Regions from separate parts of the Danio rerio genome. Here region 1 is linked to region 2. The links are chromatin contacts, called in public Micro-C maps. All regions are on one chromosome and are shown on one strand. The core of a region is the stretch at or near the end of the contact, and the rest is flanking DNA. Distances in the headings are between cores, read along the strand shown.

The links. A called contact is a pair of places that touch in the nucleus more often than the background predicts.
Region 1: a Micro-C map of caudal fin shows a contact between it and region 2, with 7 times the contacts expected there. The contact joins the promoter of skila here to the enhancer-like site in region 2. A contact is called at or near these places in 3 of 18 Hi-C or Micro-C datasets (caudal fin, hematopoietic stem cells and skeletal muscle) and 2 of 4 datasets of contacts at active chromatin or transcription factors (caudal fin and embryo).

What each region holds. Positions count from the first base shown.
Region 1 is chr2:40,325,585-40,329,409 of GRCz12tu, forward strand. skila (SKI-like proto-oncogene a) reads right to left here and starts at 1,767. Exons shown (of 8, transcript XM_017351932.4): 1 at 1,713-1,767; 2 at 1-44.
Region 2 is chr2:40,281,903-40,285,877 of GRCz12tu, forward strand. It overlaps skila (SKI-like proto-oncogene a), which reads right to left. Exons shown (of 8, transcript XM_017351932.4): 7 at 2,278-2,499. Among named protein-coding and RNA genes, the nearest start is that of gpr160, 15 kb to the left of the region's middle. Within about 2 kb of position 2,444, at least 27 of the 62 cell types and tissues checked have an H3K27ac peak or open chromatin away from gene starts, as enhancers often do.

The sequences.
Region 1 (3,825 bases), core at 517-3,016, 43 kb after region 2:
GCTACATGCATGATGCTGACAGAATTAAATGTTCAACGAGCTTCCTGTGAATGAAAAGGTAAAAAAGGCTTGTATTAAAATACAATTCTTACTAAATCAAACACAAATCAGAATGTGAAGCCACGTGAATGCGGATGAATGGAAAATGCTGCCAGAGCAATTAAAAGGCATCCAGAAGCGTTTTAGCGTTGGGCACAGTGCTAAACTAGACGACAGAAACATTTTCACCTCATCAGGATAATCTAATTTGAAAGCAATCGATCTAAGGCCAGTTTCTCGCTGGTTTAGTGCGCTGTTTTTCTCTACTGACAACATGCCGAATCCGTCAAGGCGGTAAATGAGTCAGTGCACTAATAACGTCGGTTTAACACAGATAACCAACAGCATCAGTAACTAACAGCGAGCAGCCATTTAGTCCTGTCCAACCACAGCAGGCTTGAAACAAAATGTATTAACGACACATAAACACCACTTCTGCCACGCAAGATTAAATGTATATATTATATTGTAAATAAAAAAGGATGTTTTCATCGTACAAGCAAAAGCCTGAACTGGCGGAATTTCCGAGCACGAATATGAAGGCAAAATGAAAGCTCAGCCTCAAATTCAGCGCATGCCAGTGGGGTTTCGGCAAAATCCATCAGAAAAACGCGTTTCATTTCAGAATCACAACATGCGTTTCTGTTCTACAAACGGAATGCATTCATTTTGGCGAAAATTAAAGGGCCACCAAAGCATAATAATCTCAAGTTCCTCGAAATAAACGCTTGGTTTTGCTTTAACGTTACCAGATTTGCGGGTCAACTCAAACAGACTGACCCTGACCGCAGACGTCGTTTCATTTCCTCATAAAATAACCAGTTTCCAGAAACACTGGCAAAACGCGGTCTATTTTTAACCCTGAATGACAGCGTCTCTCTTTTTACCCCCGCAAGGACACCGCGGCTCTGTCCCCGCCTCTACCCGTCTCTCCCCTCTCCTTCTCCGGGCACAGCTGCGCTGAGCACCCGCGGTGTGACAATCACCATCCCCGCAATCGGGAAAACCCTTCACATGAAAAGAAAACCTGATCACGGCTATTACACATTAAATATCCCAACACGACATCGAAAGCTTCTATTTTAAATCCATTCCCATGTCTTCATTCGGCAGTGAAACGTTTGCCAACCATTCAGCCAGTCTGACACCTGACCACCCCCTCAAAATACGTTAAACAGCGATATCCCCAAAACTGTTTTTGAAAAACAGAAATACAGACATTTGTATTAAACACAATATAGATCATATCTAAGATTTAAATCAATCACACAAATACTCCCAGCTCGATCACCAATATGACCAGGTTAAACACATAATATACACGTATATTATACCCTTTTAAATGGCACATCAAAACACACATCTCAAAAATTCACACGCCACCTATAAGCAAATTATTATTGCTCATTGACAGCACCAAAACCGGTTTAACATCTGAAAAACTGGCTCGTTCGCACAGACAGCTTTAGCAGTGCGGCTAGAATATTTAGACCCTTTAGCACGCGCTAACCGAGCTAACGCTACAAATCCCCGTTCAGAGACAGAAATAAACGTCACTTAACTATTACAAACCTTCAAAACGGTTTTAAAAAACACAGCGACAAACTGCTGATCCACCAGAGTAATGGACGCAGTGTATAGGCGAATCAGATGTGGGTTTTAAAGGGACTTGCCTCAGGATGAACGATCTGCTCTGCTGTCTCTCTCGGTCTCTCCTCTAGTCTGTCTGAGCGTCAACAACACGCGCACACACTCAAAGCCTTCAGACAGATCGCGCGTCACACACAGCGAGAGCGCGCACTGGCGGAGCGGATGATGTTGCGCGGGCGTGTCTATGTATGTGTGTCTGTCTGTCTGTCTGTCCTGTCTGTCTGCAGCGCGCCGCCAGATTCTCATGAACTTTGCAAGAATTTACAGGTTACAGTAAATGTAATGTAATGCATGTAGTACATGTTCAGTTGTCATCTGTGGTCTACTAGTAACTTGCGCTTGCACACATGACTAACCAAGGGACATTTCTTTAGAAATAAGGGAGTTTTGCTGTCTACTTAGGGACAGTCATAGTGGAGCATGCTGAATTTGAATCACTTTATGGTAAGAGAAAGGAGTAAATGGAAATTAAATAGTAACTTTAGCCACATCCCCATTCACGCTATGACTTAGCATGATTTTTGAGGAATAATGAATGGCAGCATGAGCTGAGGTCTGTCAATGTTTCACAGATAATGACTCATCTGAAATGGGCTGTTTAAATGAAATACATATCATGCAAAACATCACAGTTTTTGTACTTGGTAAAGACATAAAACATTATTCTGTTTTACAATTATAGTGTTGAGGGCGTAACACATTACAAGTAACGAGTTACGTAATAATATTACTTTTCTAAGTAATGAGTAATGCATATTTTTAAAAATTAAGTAATACTATTTGAGTGACTTTTTAGCTTAATTAATTAGCTTATAAAAACAAATGGCTGAAATAAAATAAATGTCAGATTGAATCCCACACTCAATGATAGAATGCAGGAAAAGACAGAAACCAACATGGCAGAGCCTTATATTTCTGCAATGGGAGTTTTCTTATTATTCTGAACGAATCACAGAAAAGGAAAACAGGATTATAGTCTCAATGGATAGTGATTTTACTTTATTAATAGCACAAAAAAGACAAAAGTAGTAGTCACATTGCATTAGACTTTCATTATTACCTGTATAGGCATATATCCTTGAGGGTCAGGAAGTTCTCAAAAGATAAGATTATCCTACATTATTATTTTATGATGTGTTTTTAAAAGGTAAATGAAGGTGTAGGTTATTTAGTGCGATGTTTATTGCAGAGCTGCTTTATTTTAAAAAAGAAGGAAAAAATCCTGCAAGATCTGAAACAGATCAAGTCTCAGCCAGGTCAGAAAAGGTAATGCAAAAGTAACTCAAAAGTAGCGTGACACATTACTTATTATAAAAAGTAACTTAGTAATGTAACTTACTTTTTTGAGGAGTAACTAAAAATTGTAATGCATTACTTTGAAAAATAACTTTCCCCAATAACAATTTACAGTTGAAGTCAGTATTCTAGCCCTCCTTTGAACTTTGTTTTCTTTTTAAAATATTTTACAAATTATGTTTAACAGATGTCTGGTAATATTTTTTTTTGTTCTGGAGAAAGTCTTACCTGTTATATTTAGGCTATTAATTCAGGAGGGCAAATAATTCTTACTTCAACTGTAGTTCAAAAGTTTTAGGAAATGGGTTTCAGAAAATCATGCTTTTTTCAGTAAATATTCAGCTTTGAATCACTGGCATAAATAGCATTTTAAACCTATTCTTAATTAAAATGATTTTCATTTATATTATTTCTAAACCAAAAAAAATGTATAAAATATGACAAAAATTGCGAAAAATGACTTACAGATTTTATTGTATTTATTTACAAAAAAATACCCATTTAGCTTTGTTTATTTTATTTCTATTTCAGTTTTAGCTTTAATTTCTGTTTACTTTCAATGTGTTTTGTTAAGTTGAAAAATTATTAGTTTTTTTTTTTACATTTTTAAGATATGTTTTTCTATATTTCCATTTTACTTGTAATTTTTATAATACATTGTGTATTGTGCTGTCATTGTTTCTTAAACTATTTATTCATTCATTCATTTTCTTTTTGGTTTAGTCCCTTTATTAATCTGGGGTTGCCAGAGCGGAATGAATCGCCAATTTATCCAGCACATGTTTTAAGCAGCGGATGGCCTTCCAGCTGTAACCCATCTCTGGGAAACATGCATACAGT
Region 2 (3,975 bases), core at 1,194-3,693:
GTTACTATCTTCCACTACAACAACATTCTTTGATTGCAAAGCCATGACGCCAAATAATCACGCACTCCTCCCTGTTAGGAAGAGGTAAAATGTGTCATTTTTGCTGTTGATCATGAGTTGGCAGCATAAACCCTTTAGAAAGGCCTGTGCAAACATGCTTTAAACACACTTACTATGCTCTGAGAGCCAAGCAGCATTTTGATTTCCTCAGATATATCAAGATAAGTGCGCAAAGGTCTCTCACACACACACTATACTCCACATAAAAGCCAGAAACAACATTTGTTTTGCACTGCAACTGATGATCAACGGTAAAAATGACAAATCGTACCTCTTCCCAACAGGGAAAACCAGCAACAATCAAGAATGCATACTAATATGATGCAGAGGCTTTGAAATAAAAAAAAGAAAGTAAATGGGGCAAAAAGGTCACTAACACAATGGAAGGATATTAAATTTGCAGAGTGTATTGTTGAGTATTTGAACATTTGCGTCAAAATAAGATTGGTCACCAAAAATCATTCCATTTGCTGAAACACGGAGAAAACTGCGGGCAAATTAATACTCAAAATCAGCCCAGAGTACAGACAAATCTCCACTTCAGCAGCACTTACATACTCCAAACTTACTATTTTGCAGGTTTTTATGAAGGTATTTGTTCATACAAAATTAGCCTGATCATATGAAGCATTTGTTTTCTGGCTGTTCACAGAATTATGGAGTGAAAAATACACCCAACTAATGAGCTCAGGGGCTAAAGAAAACAAGCAAGAATACTAGATACTAGTACTTAATCCTTACATACTAGTATTTACCTATAAGATACTGTTGCATTAAAACAAACACTAGTTCTTATTTAATGAATGCTAGCACTCACTGATTAGGTACTTGTGTCTATAAAATAGATATTAGTTCTTACTTAAAATGTTATTAGCAAGATAATTCAATTTACTAGTCAATTTTTTTTACTGAACTCCACTGTGTCCAATAATGCTAATCAGAAAAGAGGAGTACCATAATAATTCAGAAGATCATGTATAATAAACAATAACTACTAGTTTCTAATAATAGGGACTAGTATGTAATGAGTATTAGCATCTAAATTCCAGCATCGAAAGGTATTAGCATTTAATAGCAAAGTACTGGTGTCTATTTAATAGTTACAAGTATCTAAAGCAAGAAAAACATGGAAAGCAAGAAATGAGTCAGCTGCCTTTGAGCATCAAGTTTGCTCAGAAGGACAGAATTAACTTTCTAAGTAACGGAGAAGTTCAATCATTTAAATCCGACGCACATTTTGTGAACTTCAAGTTAAGTGTTGTCTAGCTTTATTCCTAACATTTCTATTTAAATTGGGGATTTTTAATCGTTGATGCCTATTTTTATCAATATTACTATATAACATTTTTATTATTTAAAATAAAATTCAGCTAGTTCCAAAGGCAACATTTCTAATCTTTAAGTACTTCATTTAAACTATCAAAATAATTTCTAGCTGAAGTTGAAATTGACCATTTCCATAAATGTTATCATCAATAGTAACACGGAATTGATGATGTCTAAATATTAAAATGAAAATATTTTGTAACATTAAATGCACAGCTCAGAGATCACTTGCATCCAATATAGCATTAATGATGTGTTTGCAATGCATTAATTACAATACAAGTGCTTAATAAAGGCCTCTAACACAATTCTGTAAGAAATAACCTTAATAGGAAAACATGCAAATCTTATTTAGATTTTATTTTGATTTCAATTTGCTCTGTGTGCTAATATCAGCACGGATAAATTGGTACTATTAGGTATTATGATCTGATATAATGAATGCCAATTGACAATTGACAATAACAAACGTGGACGATTATCAGATTATAACACATCACTTCCCCTACAATCTGATAAGTGCAGATTCACTACATGCAATGGGCAACCCTCTGACACAGTGCTTCGACAAAGTGTCTGGTGCTGTCTGTCAGCAAGGTGTGAACTGCCCTTTATACTGTTTATTTGTTTTAAAACATTTGTAAGCCACTTGACCTAGTTGATGACTGAAACGCAGGAATCAGGCCCACTGTGCAAGTCATCCTGGCTCTCCGTTTCAATGTGCATGCGTATCTCTCTACAAATAACTGAATCACTCCCACACAGATGAGCCGTGCTGATACAAGCAGCATATTCCACTGGGTGCAGGGATAATTCACACTGGGTATAGTTTGTGTTGTTGTGGTTGTTGCATCACATCGTGATTTCGGGCATGCTCAGATATGCATTTACCTGTGCATTGTACTGTGCCTCCTGCTCTTTAGGCTGACAGGCGCAACTCTGCTGTTTGAGCTGCTCGAGCCGGTGCTCCAGCTGCCTCTGCTCCTGCCGCACCTCCCCCAGTCTCTGAGCATGCTCAGTGTGCACCGCCTCCAGCTCGTTCTGCAGCTCCAGCTGCTCCGCAGACAACTCCCTGAGCCGGGCCGCCTCGCCCCCGCGCACTGCCTCCAGCTCCTGCACACACAACATGACATGCGTCAAACTATCTGTGCCAGAGCTTACGGGTCTGCAGTGGACAAGTCCGGGCTCACGCTGTAACAAGTCCTTTCACTTTTCACATGACCAAAAAAAAAAGAGCTTTCATGATAATATATAAAAAGACAACTATGGCTCTGTTCCAACCTCATCAAACTGCCTATTAGACGAGTTGTTTTTAGAGATTATATGCATGCATCTGACGCAAAAATCACACCGCCTCTTCCAAGATAAAATCTAGGGCAGAATCGCATGTATCATTTTAAGGATGAGACAATCCCAGAAGCAATATGGCAAGCTTAATGAGCATTTTCATCCAAAATGGCAGCAAGAATTGTTGCATACATGCATTAAAAAAGGGTACAGATGAAAATTGATTGTTTTTCATTATTTGTGCTTATGAAGCTCAAGATTTTTACCATATGTAATTTCACATGTCAAATTATAAGCAGCAGAGATGCTTAAGGGTATTTTCTTTTTCAAACTCAAACGTGTCAAAGCAATTTATAAACCACTTACATAGATATGAATGAAATGTATTACAATTGACACATTGAATTAACATCAGTTTCATTGAACCTTTTTAAGCATTCATCAGCAAACATTGTGAGCAGATTAAGATGTGTACTATCAACAAAACAAAAAAAAAAAAACATAAATACTTGGGCTTGACAAATAACATGGTTTCCCCCACAGTCCAAAGACATGCACTATAGGTGAATTGAATAAGCTAATCTGGCCGTAGTGTACATGTGTAATTGTGAGTGTGTGGGTGTTTCCCAGTACTGGGTTGCAGCTGGAAGGTCATTTGCTGCATGAAAACATATGCTGGATAAATCAGCGGTTCATTCCGCTGTGGTGACCCCTGATGAATAAAGGGACTAAGCCGAAGGAAAATGAACTAATGACAAATAACAATTATTTCTACATTACTATTTGCATTATTGTTTACCACTCTGTTCCTGTAGTCACTTTAGTGTGTATGTTTCCCTGTATATTATATTTTTACTACATAACATAATATATATATATATATATATATATATATATATATATATATATATATATATATATATATATATATATATATATATCATAAAATCACAATTAGCCTTTTAAACAGCTTATTTGTAGGGCCCACACAAAATTTGTGCGTGCAGAAATCTGGAGATTATAGCCCATCGTTGAGTCTATTCATTTACTTGTGTTAATGTTAGGGATGCTCTGATCAGGAATTTTGCAGCTGATTTCGAGTAGCAATCCCTCGTCATTTTAATCAGCCAATACCAAGCACCGATTTTGATGCTTCAAGCTTTATATAACTTTGCCATTGCATAAGCACATTCTCCCTCTATGTATAAGAACTCACCTTACCTAAGAGAATAAATTAGGAATGTTGCGTACATGTAATGGTTAGAAGCAGCTTAACAAAAAATAACAGATAAAACAGATAGA